Regions from separate parts of the Zea mays genome. Here regions 2 and 3 are each linked to region 1. A link is a contact called in public Hi-C data. All regions are on one chromosome and are shown on one strand. Each heading gives the region's core, a stretch centred on a gene start, on an enhancer-like site or on the middle of the called end of the contact. The rest is flanking DNA. Distances are from core to core; before and after follow the strand shown. Region 1 holds the start of LOC100285223 (protein phosphatase 2C ABI1). Region 2 holds the start of pht6 (phosphate transporter protein6). Region 3 holds the start of LOC100193610.

The links. A called contact is a pair of places that touch in the nucleus more often than the background predicts.
Region 2: a contact with region 1 is called in a Hi-C map of leaf, with 7 times the contacts expected there. The contact joins the promoter of pht6 here to the promoter of LOC100285223 in region 1. A contact is called at or near these places in 2 of 25 Hi-C or Micro-C datasets (ear and leaf).
Region 3: a Hi-C map of ear shows a contact between it and region 1, with 2.3 times the contacts expected there. The contact joins the promoter of LOC100193610 here to the promoter of LOC100285223 in region 1. A contact is called at or near these places in 5 of 25 Hi-C or Micro-C datasets (bundle sheath, ear, leaf and 2 more).

What each region holds. Positions count from the first base shown.
Region 1 is chr8:151,776,420-151,780,482 of Zm-B73-REFERENCE-NAM-5.0, reverse strand. LOC100285223 (protein phosphatase 2C ABI1) reads right to left here and starts at 2,580. Exons shown (of 3, transcript NM_001370708.1): 1 at 1,766-2,580. The coding sequence starts at 2,509.
Region 2 is chr8:151,946,579-151,951,240 of Zm-B73-REFERENCE-NAM-5.0, reverse strand. It overlaps pht6 (phosphate transporter protein6), which reads left to right and starts at 2,259. Exons shown (of 2, transcript NM_001112306.1): 1 at 2,259-3,481; 2 at 3,575-4,320. The coding sequence starts at 2,343. The coding sequence ends at 4,100.
Region 3 is chr8:151,990,399-151,994,628 of Zm-B73-REFERENCE-NAM-5.0, reverse strand. It overlaps LOC100193610, which reads left to right and starts at 2,407. Exons shown (of 1, transcript NM_001138712.1): 1 at 2,407-4,230. The coding sequence starts at 3,310. The coding sequence ends at 4,221.

The DNA.
Region 1 (4,063 bases), core at 1,331-3,830:
TGAGACTGTAAAACAAGTACAGTAGAAGGAAAGGAAATCTCGAAGTGAACCCCCAACGGACTAATCCAACACTGCACTGAATCAGAAACAAAATGCTGTTTCGTGTTCCAGACCTTTAGAGGCTGCTGTTTCGTGTATTCTCCAGCGTACAGACAACTTGCAGTTCAGAATGATGGACAGAGTAGAACAGCACTGTTTTTTTTTTGTTTAAATATGGTATCATAGAAAGATCATATTGTGAGTTGTTGCGGTGGGCATCGAAGCGTGGCACATAAATAAGGTCAAGAAATGGAATATGTTCTAGTTGCAGGTAGATCAAGTCATATCAAGTGCACCAGGAAAATTACCAGAGAACAAAACAGAGTTAACCTCACTTAATCACTCCAGAGTCAATGCATTCTCCAAGCCCCTACATGCTAGCAATGTAAATCAATCTAAATAAAACAGATTAATTTCAACCCCCCCCCCCCAGTGCCCGCAGAGCTTCCACGTTTAACCAGGAGAAAACACACTGCACTTTCAAAACCATAAGATCAGCAATACATAAAGGTTGTGGCAAGCAGATTATACATGTATAACATTGTTTTGCATGGCAGACTGCACTGTTTGTTCATAGGTAAAGCTGGTGGTGGCCTAAGAGGTGCCACGTATGATTTTATCCAACGTGGAAGGAAGAGAAAGATGAAAGAGAGAGAGAGAGAAGAGAAATTCAACATTGCATGAGCTCCTACAAAAAAACCATTTGAATGTCGTAACGAAATTCAACATTGCATGAGCTGGAAGCAAGCAGTTTCCTCCCGGTTTAGTACACTGTACACAGAGAACGACCTTGGGGTTCCTTCCCAGTGCAAGAAGGAGCCCAATGAAAGATAGTATTACTATTAGGCAGCATGTATAGAGGCGCAGCGAATCACGCTATCAGAACTAGCCGACCTTGATCCAACCAAACAACCTTTGCATCGAGCCAATTGGGTAACCGCGACCGAACACGCTCGTCGCGGCCGCGGGGAACCATTTGCCTTGGCCCCGGCCAGGTGTAGACCAGCCTGCCCCCGCTTGGCCTGAAATAAAATAAAATAAAATAAAAAACTTGGACAGGTGGTGTGGAGTCCTCGGGGACTAGTGTTTTCTCACGCCATCGGTCACCTAGATTAGATACACCCGGCCACGAGCTATGATGACCTTCCGGTTTGGCACAGTGCGGCTACCCTTGCCGAAAGCGAGAACAAAAGGGTGCGATGAAACGAAACGTAACGAAACCTGCGGCACAGGGGTCGACGACGGGTCGAGACGAGCGGTGCCGCTTCGACACGACGGCACGTCCGGCCGGTCGTCCGCACGCCAAAGCCAGGGTTTGTTGGCGCGGTGCCGGCGCAGAGTCCTTGGGGGCCTGCCCTTTTCCGGCCTGCGCGCGACACCTTTGGGACTGTTTGGTTCGTGGCTAACTACGCCACACTTTGCCTAAGGTTAGTCGTTCAAATTGAATAACTAACCTTAGGCAGAAAAGTTAGGCAAACTGTGGCAAGTTAGGCAGGGAACCAAAAATACCCTTGATCCCGGCCGTAGGAAACATCTCGGGCCACGGCACGGCAGGCAATGGCGTCATGACGGCGACTTGGACGCGTGCGCGCACGGCAGCCGTATCGCGAGCGGTTCTAAATCAATGCGGATCTGGGGCCTGGGGGGGGGGGGGGCGGGCACTTGGCAGGTCGGGAGAGGGTAGTGCGTGCCGTGCGCGGGGTGCTGGGCACTTGTTAGTACGTACCTTGTGGTCGGAGGAAAGCGGCACGGGGACACCGCCGCGGGACAGCACGGCGCGGGAGTCGCCGCAGTTGGCGACCACGATGTGGCGGGGCCCCACGACCACCACGACGGCGGTGGAGCCCACCGTCACCGCGTGGCCGACGTTGTTCGACTCGCTCTCCACGACGGCCACCTCGCCGTCCACGCGCGCGAAGCAGGCCTCCATGGCCTCCCTCCAGCGCGCCCCGTCCCCCTCCTCGTCCTCGCCGCCGTTCCTAACAAGGTGCAGACGCGCCGCCACCTCCTCCGCGAGCACCACGTGCAGCCGCTCCCGGCACGCGTCCGCCACCCGCGACCCGCCGTGCCCGTCGTACACCGCGAAGAACTCCACCCCCGCCGGGAACGGCGCGGCGACGGCGACCGCGTCCTCCATCTCCCGGCGCCGCCCGATCACCGACATCGCGCCGTGCGACACGGGCCTGGGCCACCCCGGTGCCACCGCAGGAGCCCCACCACCCTGCGGCTCGGGCTCGGGCGCCACCTTCGCAGACGACTCGCGGGACGAGCCCGCGGAGGTGTCGTCCGACACAGAGCGGCCCCGCTTCGCCGCCTCGGTCTCCGCACCCGCGGAGGGCGCAGCGCGTCCCAGCCGCCTTAGCTCCAGCATCCGACGTCCCGGCAGCCGCGCCACGGCGGCCAGTATCTTCTCCGTAGCCTCGAGCGCGGGCGCAACACGGTCTTGCGTGCTAGCCTCACTACTGTTCATCTCTTCTCCGGTTCTCCCACTCTCCCCCCACTACTACAACTACAAGCGGAAGGCAGGAGGGCGAAAGAAGCGAGGGCGTCGGGGGTGAGACCGGTTTTAATACGCGGCGAACGGCCGTCGGATCGGTGTTTGTCTGGCCCGGATGCGCGACAGCGCGGGCGGGCGATGTATCCGGACGTGGATCCCGCGGGCCTGGACGTGGACGGCGTGGATCATCCGACGCGCCGTCGCGTGGCGCTCGCGATGGGTGGCTTTCGATCTCGGGGCTCGAGGAAACCCCCTGGTGCGCGCGGCGCTCGTGAAACCAAGAGACGGGATCCGGAAGACAGGCCATGCGCCCCAGGTGTCAGTAGGCGCTGGTCTGCGTGGAGAAGGCCATGCGCCCCCATGCCATACGTCTGGGGCTTTTTGGTAACGCCGCGTGGGACCCGGTGAGAAGAGGTAGGGGTTACGTGGAGGAGCGAGAAAAGATGAATTGGTAGACGCACGCTATCGGCAAGCCGTTTGCCAATCTGCGACAGGCCCAGATGCCTTGGGTCTTTGCACGCCAAGTGTTGAGCGCGCAGCCTGCGCCTGAAACAATCTACGACGTGTTTGGTCGGCGTAATGTAATAGTATCAATTTTTTTTATCTGGTACTGTTACATGTGTTTGGTACGGGTTCTATTGAAATTAGATACATTGGAATCGGATACCACCTTAGGCCTTGTTCGGTTATTGATATTACATGTGTATTGGAGTGTATTGGGTGGGATTGTGGTGGATTTTGACTTGTTATGGATTTAAACCGGCTCAATCCTACCCAATACATGTGGATTATCACCAAAACGAACAAGCCTTATAGAAATCTCAAACTCTCCAACCCTAGCCGGAATCAAAGCCGGGTCAGCCCATCCACCCGCTCGGCGCCACGCGGGCCTTCCTCCTCCTAGGACGCCAGCGTCGCGCCGCCACTCGGCCTCCCTCCTCGGGCGCCAGCAGCTGGCGCGGCGACCGGTGTCCCTTCCACTCTCCACCCTCTCCTTCCCTTCAGCGCCAAAGTCCATCTGCCTCGGACGCCAGTTTTACATGCTCTCTACATAGACGGTCCGGATAGCCACCAGACTAGTCCAGTGCACCGGTTGGAAAATGGCTAAGTGTTGGTCCTCTGCCTGGACGGTCTGGTGGTCCAGTGCCTCAGCCAGCAACCTAATTTTCTCTTTTTTCTCCAAAACTTTTTCAAGCCTTTTTTGACTAGCCTTGAGGATGTTCCTATGACTTAGACAAACATATGTAGTGACTTTCGAACTAGTCTAAGTCATAGATCTGGGAATTTTTATGCTCTCCAACTTATATTTTTATTTTGCTCGAACTTAGCTCCAAATGAATGAATTGTTGAATCTAAGCTATCCAACCTCCTTAGGTGTGTTAATTGGGTTCCTAGAAGTATTTAGAACTTATCCAAGGTGTAGAACTATACATAGTTCATCTCTTCCAAGTTTTACCCCTTTTCTTGGTATGGAGTTGTTTCTGACTTAGAATCTGAACTTTTGGACCTATGAATCAAAGACTAGGT
Region 2 (4,662 bases), core at 1,010-3,509, 170 kb before region 1:
CTAGACACAACCAAAGAGATCAAATCCTCTCCCAAGTCCGGAATCTCTCCAAATCAAATAGTGACTAGAGAGAGTGACATTTGTGTTCTTTTGAGCTCTTGCGCTTGGATTGCTTCTTTTCTTTCTTCATTCTTGAGATCAAACTCAATTGTAACCGAGACAAGAGACACCAATTGTGTGGTGGTCCTTGTGGGGACTTTGTGTCCCGTTTGATTGAGAAGAGAAGCTCACTCGGTCTAAGTGACCGTTTGAGAGAGGGAAAGGGTTGAAAGAGACCCGGTCTTTGTGACCACCTCAACGGGGAGTAGGTTTGCAAGAACTGAACCTCGGTAAAACAAATCATCGTGTCTCACTCTTCATTTGCCCGCGATTTGTTTTTCCGCCCTCTCTCTCGGACTCGTTTATACTTCTAACGCTAACCCCGGCTTGTAGTTGTGCTTAAGTTTATAAATTTCAGATTCGCCCTATTCACCCCCCCTCTAGGCGACTTTCAACCGCGCACCCGGGGTTGCCCCTCAAGGTGCTTTTTGGAGTAGGACGGCGTTACCGACTGTAGCTCGATGGTTCGTGCTAGATGCACGAGAGACAGTGGACAGTTGTGTACAGGTTCAGACCGCTTTGAGATGCGTAACACTCTATGTCCTGGCGTGAGTACTTTATGTGGTGGGTTACAAGGAGGTTCTCTAGTATTGGAAACGTAGAGAGCCGGGTGGATGGCTAAGTAATGAGGTCGATGTCTTTGAAGGGGTGCCCCCTAGGCCTTATATACTCGACCGTAGGGCATTACATGTGGATATGATACCAACGTGTGTCTAAGTAATAGTGAACTGACTGAGTTTATCTTTCTATAATTCAGCCGACTCATCCTCGCTCGGCTCCGATGTACGAGGCTCCCGCGCGGGAAGGTCGGGTCACTGTTGTCATCACTGCTCGAATTCATCGGGTCGTCTGGCTTGCGTCGATCCGATCTTGTGCCGATCCACTTCACTAGGCGCTCTTCCCCAGGCCCACGAAGGGATGACCCCACGGATTATTGGGCCCATGGGCCTTTCGTGAGGTCTTTTATCCTTCTGGTGGACCTGGGGGATATCCGTCCCCCATAGGACTCGAGACTCTATACGAAGTTGTATTCTATCTACCCTCTCATTGTAATTTTACGAAGACCAAGGTACTTGTAAACCTCTGTTTAATAAAAAGACAGGGAATATAATAGAATGTCGTTCCTTACATTTGAATCTTGTGTCTTTATATTTAATCCATATTATGTGTTACCCTTTCTTATTTTCTGATGTCTCGTGTGTTTGTTTAAACCTTCATCTTCATCCTTTCATTCCACCTTCTTGAGAATGATGGGGCAATAGGATGAAGATGAAGCTCGATCTAATCATGTTGCCTTGATTTTTAATACCTTCGGGGATTAAAATCAAACTCTCAACTGCTTTCTTACTCTTCTTGTTGGTGAATGCACGAAGAACGGATGTGAACATCTATCTGCACCGACTGAGGTCTGCTATTTTGAGTAATGAATAGGGCCAGAGACTTATTGAGTATTTATGGAGTAAACTAAATACGTAAATGACTAAATTCGTAATAAATCATATCAAACGAATGTATGCTATGTGCATGACATCTCTTATGTACAAAAGCACAAATTTGATCTGAACATTTCATCAACAACCAACTGTTTATTTTGGATTAAAGACAGTTGTTTAGACTGCTGTAGCAGTAATCTATAGAGATAAAACAATGTAGAAATCGATACAGATTAAAGCCACGAGAAACGTTAATAACCGACATTTGGGCGTGCAGGGGACAACTGGACAAAGCACAACGGGGGAGTAGCAGATGCGGCCGCGGCTCCCGCGTGCGCGCAAGGCCAGCGGCGGCGCCCTTGGTGAATCGGCAGACTCGCTGTCGAATATCCTAGGCAAAATGACACCAATGCTCCCTAGTTGACTACGCGCGTCCCCGCTATGGACAAACGCTACGGCAAATCGCTCAAGAGACAAAATCACACGTCTATGTCCGTCCATATCCACTCCTCGTTCCATCACAGCCGCGTCGATCTGTGGAGACGAAGAGTGCCTGCCTAGTGATCAAGCGGAATATGCTGCCAATCAGCACGAGACGGGGAGCCAATGATGACGGCCTTGGCCTCGTTGTAGACGCCCCTCTCGTTCATCGACCTTGTGATGGGCTCCCGGTTCGTACGCCGGCTATAAAGAGCCCCAGCGAGCAAGCAGCCAAACATCAGAGCACGGGATCAGGTTTGCACAGGCAGCCACGCCACGCGGACACCTGCCTTACATTGCCGGCGCGCTTGCGTGACTGGGCGCGGCGAGATGGCGGCGCCGGGCGGGTCGAACCTGGCGGTGCTGGACGCGCTGGACTCGGCGCGCACCCAGATGTACCACATGAAGGCCATAGTCATCGCCGGCATGGGCTTCTTCACCGACGCCTACGACCTCTTCTGCATCTCCACCGTGTCCAAGCTGCTCGGCCGCATCTACTACCCGGACGACAACCTGTACATAGACAAGCCCAAGCCCGGCACTCTGCCCGTGTCCGTCAACAACATGGTGACAGGCGTCGCGCTCGTCGGCACGCTCATGGGCCAGCTCGTCTTCGGCTACTTCGGCGACAAGCTCGGGCGGAAGCGCGTGTACGGCATCACGCTCGTGCTCATGGCAGCCTGCGCCATCGGCTCGGGCCTCTCGTTCGGCAGCTCGGCGCACGCCGTCATCGGCACGCTCTGCTTCTTCCGCTTCTGGCTCGGCTTCGGCATCGGCGGGGACTACCCGCTGTCCGCGACCATCATGTCCGAGTACTCCAACAAGAAGACGCGGGGCGCGTTCATCGCCGCGGTGTTCGCGATGCAGGGCGTCGGCATCATCTTCGCGGGGCTCGTGTCCATGATCGTCTCGGGCATCCTCCTGCACTACCACCCGGCGCCGGCGTGGAAGGAGAACCACGACCGGTCGTGGCAGGACCAGATGCCGGCGGCGGACTACATGTGGCGCATCGTCCTGATGATCGGCGCGTTCCCGGCGCTGGCCACGTTCTACTGGCGGATGAAGATGCCCGAGACGGCAAGGTACACCGCGCTCATCGAGGGCAACGCCAAGCAGGCGGCCAACGACATGCAGAAGGTGATGGACGTCGAGATCCAGGCCGAGCAGGACAAGCTCGCGAGGTACAAGGCGGCGAACGACTACCCGCTGCTGTCGAGGGAGTTCGCCCGGCGCCACGGCCTGCACCTCATCGGCACGGCCACCACGTGGTTCCTTCTCGACATAGCCTTCTACAGCCAGAACCTGACCCAGAAAGACATCTTCCCGGCGATCAAACTGACGAGCCCCGTCGACGACATAAACGCCCTCAAGGAGGTGTTCGAGATTTCCAAGGCCATGTTCCTCGTCGCACTCCTCGGCACCTTCCCCGGCTACTGGGTCACCGTCGCGCTCATCGACAAAATGGGCAGGTACTTACGAGCTCCGGTCCGCGTCCGCTTTTATATTATATATATATATATATTGGGGGCTATATATGCATGGAACTACTTTAATGCATGCAGGTACCTGATCCAGCTCATCGGTTTCTTCATGATGTCTGTCTTCATGCTACTGATGGGCGTCATGTACAACGACCTCAAGAACAAACACACCACGCTCTTCGCCCTCTTCTACGCGCTCACCTTCTTCTTCGCCAACTTCGGCCCCAACAGCACCACCTTCGTGCTGCCGGCCGAGCTATTCCCGACGCGCGTGCGCTCCACCTGCCACGCCATCAGCGCCGCGTCAGGCAAGGCCGGCGCCATCGTCGCGGCCTTCGGGGTGCAGAGCCTCACGCTCAAGGGAGACGTGGGCCACATCAAGAAGGCGCTCATCATCCTCTCCGTCACCAACATCCTCGGCTTCTTCTTCACCTTCCTCGTCCCGGAGACCATGGGCCGCTCGCTCGAGGAGATCTCCGGGGAGGACGGCAACGTCGAAAACGGTCCCGGTGCTCCCGCCGGCGTGGCCATGGGCGTCGCGGACGTGAGCAAGGATGACAAGATGCCTGTTTCCAGTACTGAGTGGCAGAGCTCCATGCATGCGTGATCGAGTAAGCAGATACCAAAACTACAGTACTACACAGGGGGTGTGGAATCCATGTGATCACGCCTCGAACGATCTATTTAATCTACTAGGGTTTCAATATATATATATTTTAGCCTAAGCATAATAAAGATATGTAAAGACATATGGATTATGTCTCGGGCCATACACCGTATGCATGGTCTGAGACTAGTATCTATAACAATAATGTTGCCGGTTTGAACAGGCCCGGTCCTGATATTTGGTGACATGGAACGAGAGTAAAAATATATGTGTTGCTAAAATTCAGGTGTCTAAATTTTAGTTTTCTTTGAGGTGACGGTTGTTGCAAACATTTTATATTGAAATTGTAGATTTAGTTTATTGCAATTTTGTAGGCATAATCTATGTTTTTCAGATCCAAAAAATAAAATCCCAGACAAGTCACGAACCAAACAAAATCCTTCTCAATCCACATGATTTAGATATGAAACGAAGGTCTAGCTTAGGGGAGCTAGCTAGTTCCATAAAGTTTTCATATATGAAAAGTTGGCCCTCAAGAGTAGCAGAAAATGCGGGTAGCAAT
Region 3 (4,230 bases), core at 1,158-3,657, 210 kb before region 1:
GTGTGTCTTTTGACTCCATGTGTGCCGGTTGTTCAGACGCTGCTTGATTGCAACAACATCACTATAAAGCCTACATGACCGGATCCTAAAGGTTGTCTAGCCGGCTTCAGATCGTCTCCAGCTGACTCTGTAAAACAGAGGACGTGGAACTGTAGATGACACCGTTTGACAGTATTTGCAGAGTGGAGTTTGAAATAGAGAATGAGACAGGGGATATATTGGAGAAAGCCTCACTGACCTGGCCTGACCGACTGTAGATAGGGACACTGCAATCCTTTGTTTTAATTTTGCATATCAATAGATCCCTACCCAATGGATTCTAAGAGTTATAAAGAACGGCTCGAGAAGTATAGGTTAGCGTGACCCATGATGAACCCAATGATTTGGTAGGGGAAGAAGAAAGTTGAATAATACGCAAAATGATTGAATGTTTGGTTGTGAACCTAGCTAGTACGTTGACTGGAAATCTGAAAATTTAGCATCTATTTTTTTTTTTAAAATGTGTGAAGAACTCAGTGATGTCTGATCTGAATACTTGCATTCATCGACCAGAGTATAGTTGAAAGCTGTGTGTTTTTAGTTTTTTTTGTTGTTGCCATAGCGAGAATCGGAGCGGCGGTAGAGGATGTGAGTCAGTAATGCAAAACTTTAATTTGAATTCAAGAAAAAAACTGACGTAAAGGAGCATTTGATAGAAGCGCTAGCTCTGCACAGCAGAGAACACAGACATCAGGGACTGTCTTTAGCCATATCTCGCACTACGCGGTCCGGTTCGACATGAATGTCCTACGCCATCGTCGTCCCTGTTCATTACTTAAGCTAAGTTCCTTCGCGAGTGAGTAGTAGTAGTACTTAAGCGCGGCGTGTACAACTGTAACACCGGGAGTGATGGGTTCGTTAAGATTAAAATTGGGTCCGGTGCAGAAGGGGGGCCTCTGACGCCGCCGCCCGCCGGTGCTCCGCTCGACGATTTGACCGGCCATTTTCCTTTCGCGTCTGGCCGTCTCGGCCCACGGGCGGGCGGCCGAGGCCGACCGCCATCACGTGCCGGCCTCACCTCGCATCGCCCGCGTCCCGATGGCCGCCGGCGCCGAGCCCCCCGTGACAACGCGTCGCGCCGCGACTGGCTCCCCCGCCACCTGACCCGGACGGGCCCGGCCCCGGCCTGCCGAGGGAGGCTGCCCGCTGGGCCCCGGGGCTCAGGGATGAGTAGCAGGACCACGCGGCCGCGGGGCCACACCGTGGCTCCGTACCGGTACCGCGCCCGAAAATATCGCCACGGGTGGACGCGGCGCGGTCTGCTGTTCGGGCTCAAGACGCGCGCTGCATCACTGTAGCGAAGGGACGGACGCTGCATCACTCCCAAAAATATCGACCGACCGAGCGAGCGAGCAGCAGCGCCGTGCATAATTTCCCACTGTTAGGACAGTAAGTACTTTGTTTCCATTTTGAAAAAGAACTGGCGAAGGAGGAGGAGGACACAGCGCGATGTTCAGGTCACAGACGGTACGTACCGCCGAGTCAAAGCGCAGGCCAGGCGGCCGGCGACTCCACCGCGCGCAGAGCAGTGGCGCGCATGCCCCGTCCCCACGGCCCGCGGGGCGTCCGCGTCCGTGGCCAGCTTTCCCACTTGCGCTGCACGCCCTGCGCCCCGCGCGCCAGCGGCCACCGTGCCAGCCAAACAAGGCTGCACAGGTGCAGAGCAGTGCAGTGCAGGCTCGTGGGAGTTTACAGCTACCTACCTACCTACTTAGGGGATGGTTCATCCAGATTCAAATTTACCAAAAATATCTCTACTTTATAAGTAGACAGTTAGGTTCATGAAATTCAGATTTAACGACCTGATAAATTAGAGGTTTAGATACATCGTCTCGGTGAAGCTCTTTAATAGCTACTCAACAAATTTAAGCTTGATAAAAATTAACCACCGTTGAAGCTGGGATACATATGATACCGTTTTTAATTTTTTTTTTGATATTTTCCTAGTCTTATGACGTTTTCCCTCTCCCGTTCTTACCGTTACTCTCTTTCTGTCTATCTCCACGAAGATCTAGATTTACTATTTCAGCGGTGTAACTGTTATATACAGACCCTAAATCATACTCCCTCATCGTCTGCGCCGGAGCCGGGGCCGAGTAGCGGTATGGCACGCCACTACGCCGTACGCCTCGGGGTGATTAGTAAACCCAACCCACGCAGCGGGAGTGAATGCGGCTGGAGGAAGGGGGCCGGTTAACCGGCACAACTTAATTACGGTTCTTGCCAGAGCCGGACCTGGTTAAACTAGCGCGCGCGGCCTGTCTGTCACCACCGCGGAATCGAGCGTGGGTCGCAACCGAGCCTGTCGGGTCGGGGATTCCTATAAGAAAGACGGGTGGACACTGGACACTACTCGCCTTGTCCACTCCACTCCCCCCAAAAAACCTCGCCAAACCCCCAGAAACTCCCATCCCATCACCTCCATCCTCCGCACCACTCCTCCCCCTCCACCTCACGTCGCCACCGCACCGCCGCCGTTTCCCAGCTCTGCTCTCACAGGGTCTCCTCCTCGGCTTTCTCCACGCCACGCCACGCCACACCGCCGCTGCCACCTCCCTTCCTTCGTCTCCGGCCTTGTTCTTCGAGCCTTTTTCTTTATTATCGTCGGTGCTCCTGCTCCAGGACCTTCCGAAGCTAGCTCCCCGCTCCCTCTCGCCGAGGAGCCCGGAGTGTCGCTCACGGAGCTCGAAAACCGTTATAGCTACAGCGTCCCCGTCGGGGCCGCGGCAGCAGCGCCTGCGTCCGTAGTACTACGAACTCGGCAGGGGACAACAGGACGGGCGCGCGGCCTGACTGCTGCTGCCTCTCTCTGCTTTCAGCTACTCGTAGCTGCTGCTGCATTTCCGCTGCTCTTTTTAAAGAGCCCGTCGTCTTTACTGCGGCCATTCCCTCCTCCCCCTTTCTTCCTCCGATCCCCTGCGCCCCGGTCTGCCTTCCTGCTCGCATCGCCTCGCCTCCCTCCCTTCCCGACCCTTTCTTTGCTCTTTATTCCCCTGCCGATCCGCAGTGCAGGAGCCAGGCAGGAGGGAAATCCACCCGGCCGTCCGTTCCGATCGCGCGCCCCCCCTGCAGCTTCTTTTCCTGCTGGGGTCAGGGTAGCAGCCTGCATGCAGGGCCTGGTTTGGTTGGGGTTCTCGTGTCATCTCAACGCCAGGGAGGTACTTGCTCGTCTGTCTCTCCTTGCCTGTGCGCTTCGGTTATTAGCTAGCTAGCTTGGGTCTAGTCTAGTGTAACTCCCGGCCGCCATCTTTGCTGTACTTCGTTCGTGCCATGTCGCGCTCGCGCACGGTGCGGATCTTCTGGGACGATCCTGACCTGACCGATTCCTCCGGCGACGACGAGGGCTGCGGAGCCCGGAGGGTCGGCAGAATGGTGAGGGAGCTGGCACCAGCACCAGCACCAGCACCGGCGGCTCTTCCCGTGCCGGATCAGTGCAACCCCGGGGACGGCGACCGCGGGAGGAAGGCCGGCGTCGCTGGTCCCGGCGTGTGCAGCGGGGCGCGGAGACGGCTGGCCAAGGGCGCCGGTGGCGCGGCGAGCACCAAGTTCCGCGGCGTGCGGAGGCGGCCGTGGGGCAAGTTCGCGGCGGAGATCCGCGACCCGTGGCGCGGCGTGCGCGTCTGGCTCGGCACCTTCGACACCGCGGAGGAGGCCGCACGCGTCTACGACGCCGCCGCCGTCCAGCTCCGCGGGGCCAACGCCACCACCAACTTCTCCGCGTCCGCCGCCACTAACTGCGGCTCCGGCTCCGGGGCCGGGGCCGGGCAGGACCCGGCGACGACACCGGCGGCGGGCTACGAGTCCGGCGCGGAGTCGTCGCCGACGTCCGTGCTCCGCAAGGTCCCCTCCCTGTCCTCCCTCGCCGAGGACGACTCGGACGCGCCGGCCGCCCAGCGCCGCAGCCTGGCCGTCCTCGAGGAGGAGGAGCTGGGCGAGTTCGTGCCGTTCGAGGACGCGCCCGTCTACGCCACCAGCGGCTTCTGGGACTTCGAGCCCGACGCGGGGTTCCTCTACGCCGAGCCGTCGTCGCCGGAGGCGTCGTGGAATGCCGCCGCCGCCGTCGCCGAGCCCGCCTCGTCTGACGACGCGCCCAGCTGGGCCGCGTCGCCGGTGCAGGAGAACGACTACTTCCAGGACCTGCGCGACCTCTTCCCGCTAAACCGGCTTCCCGCGATTTTCTGAAAACAGGCG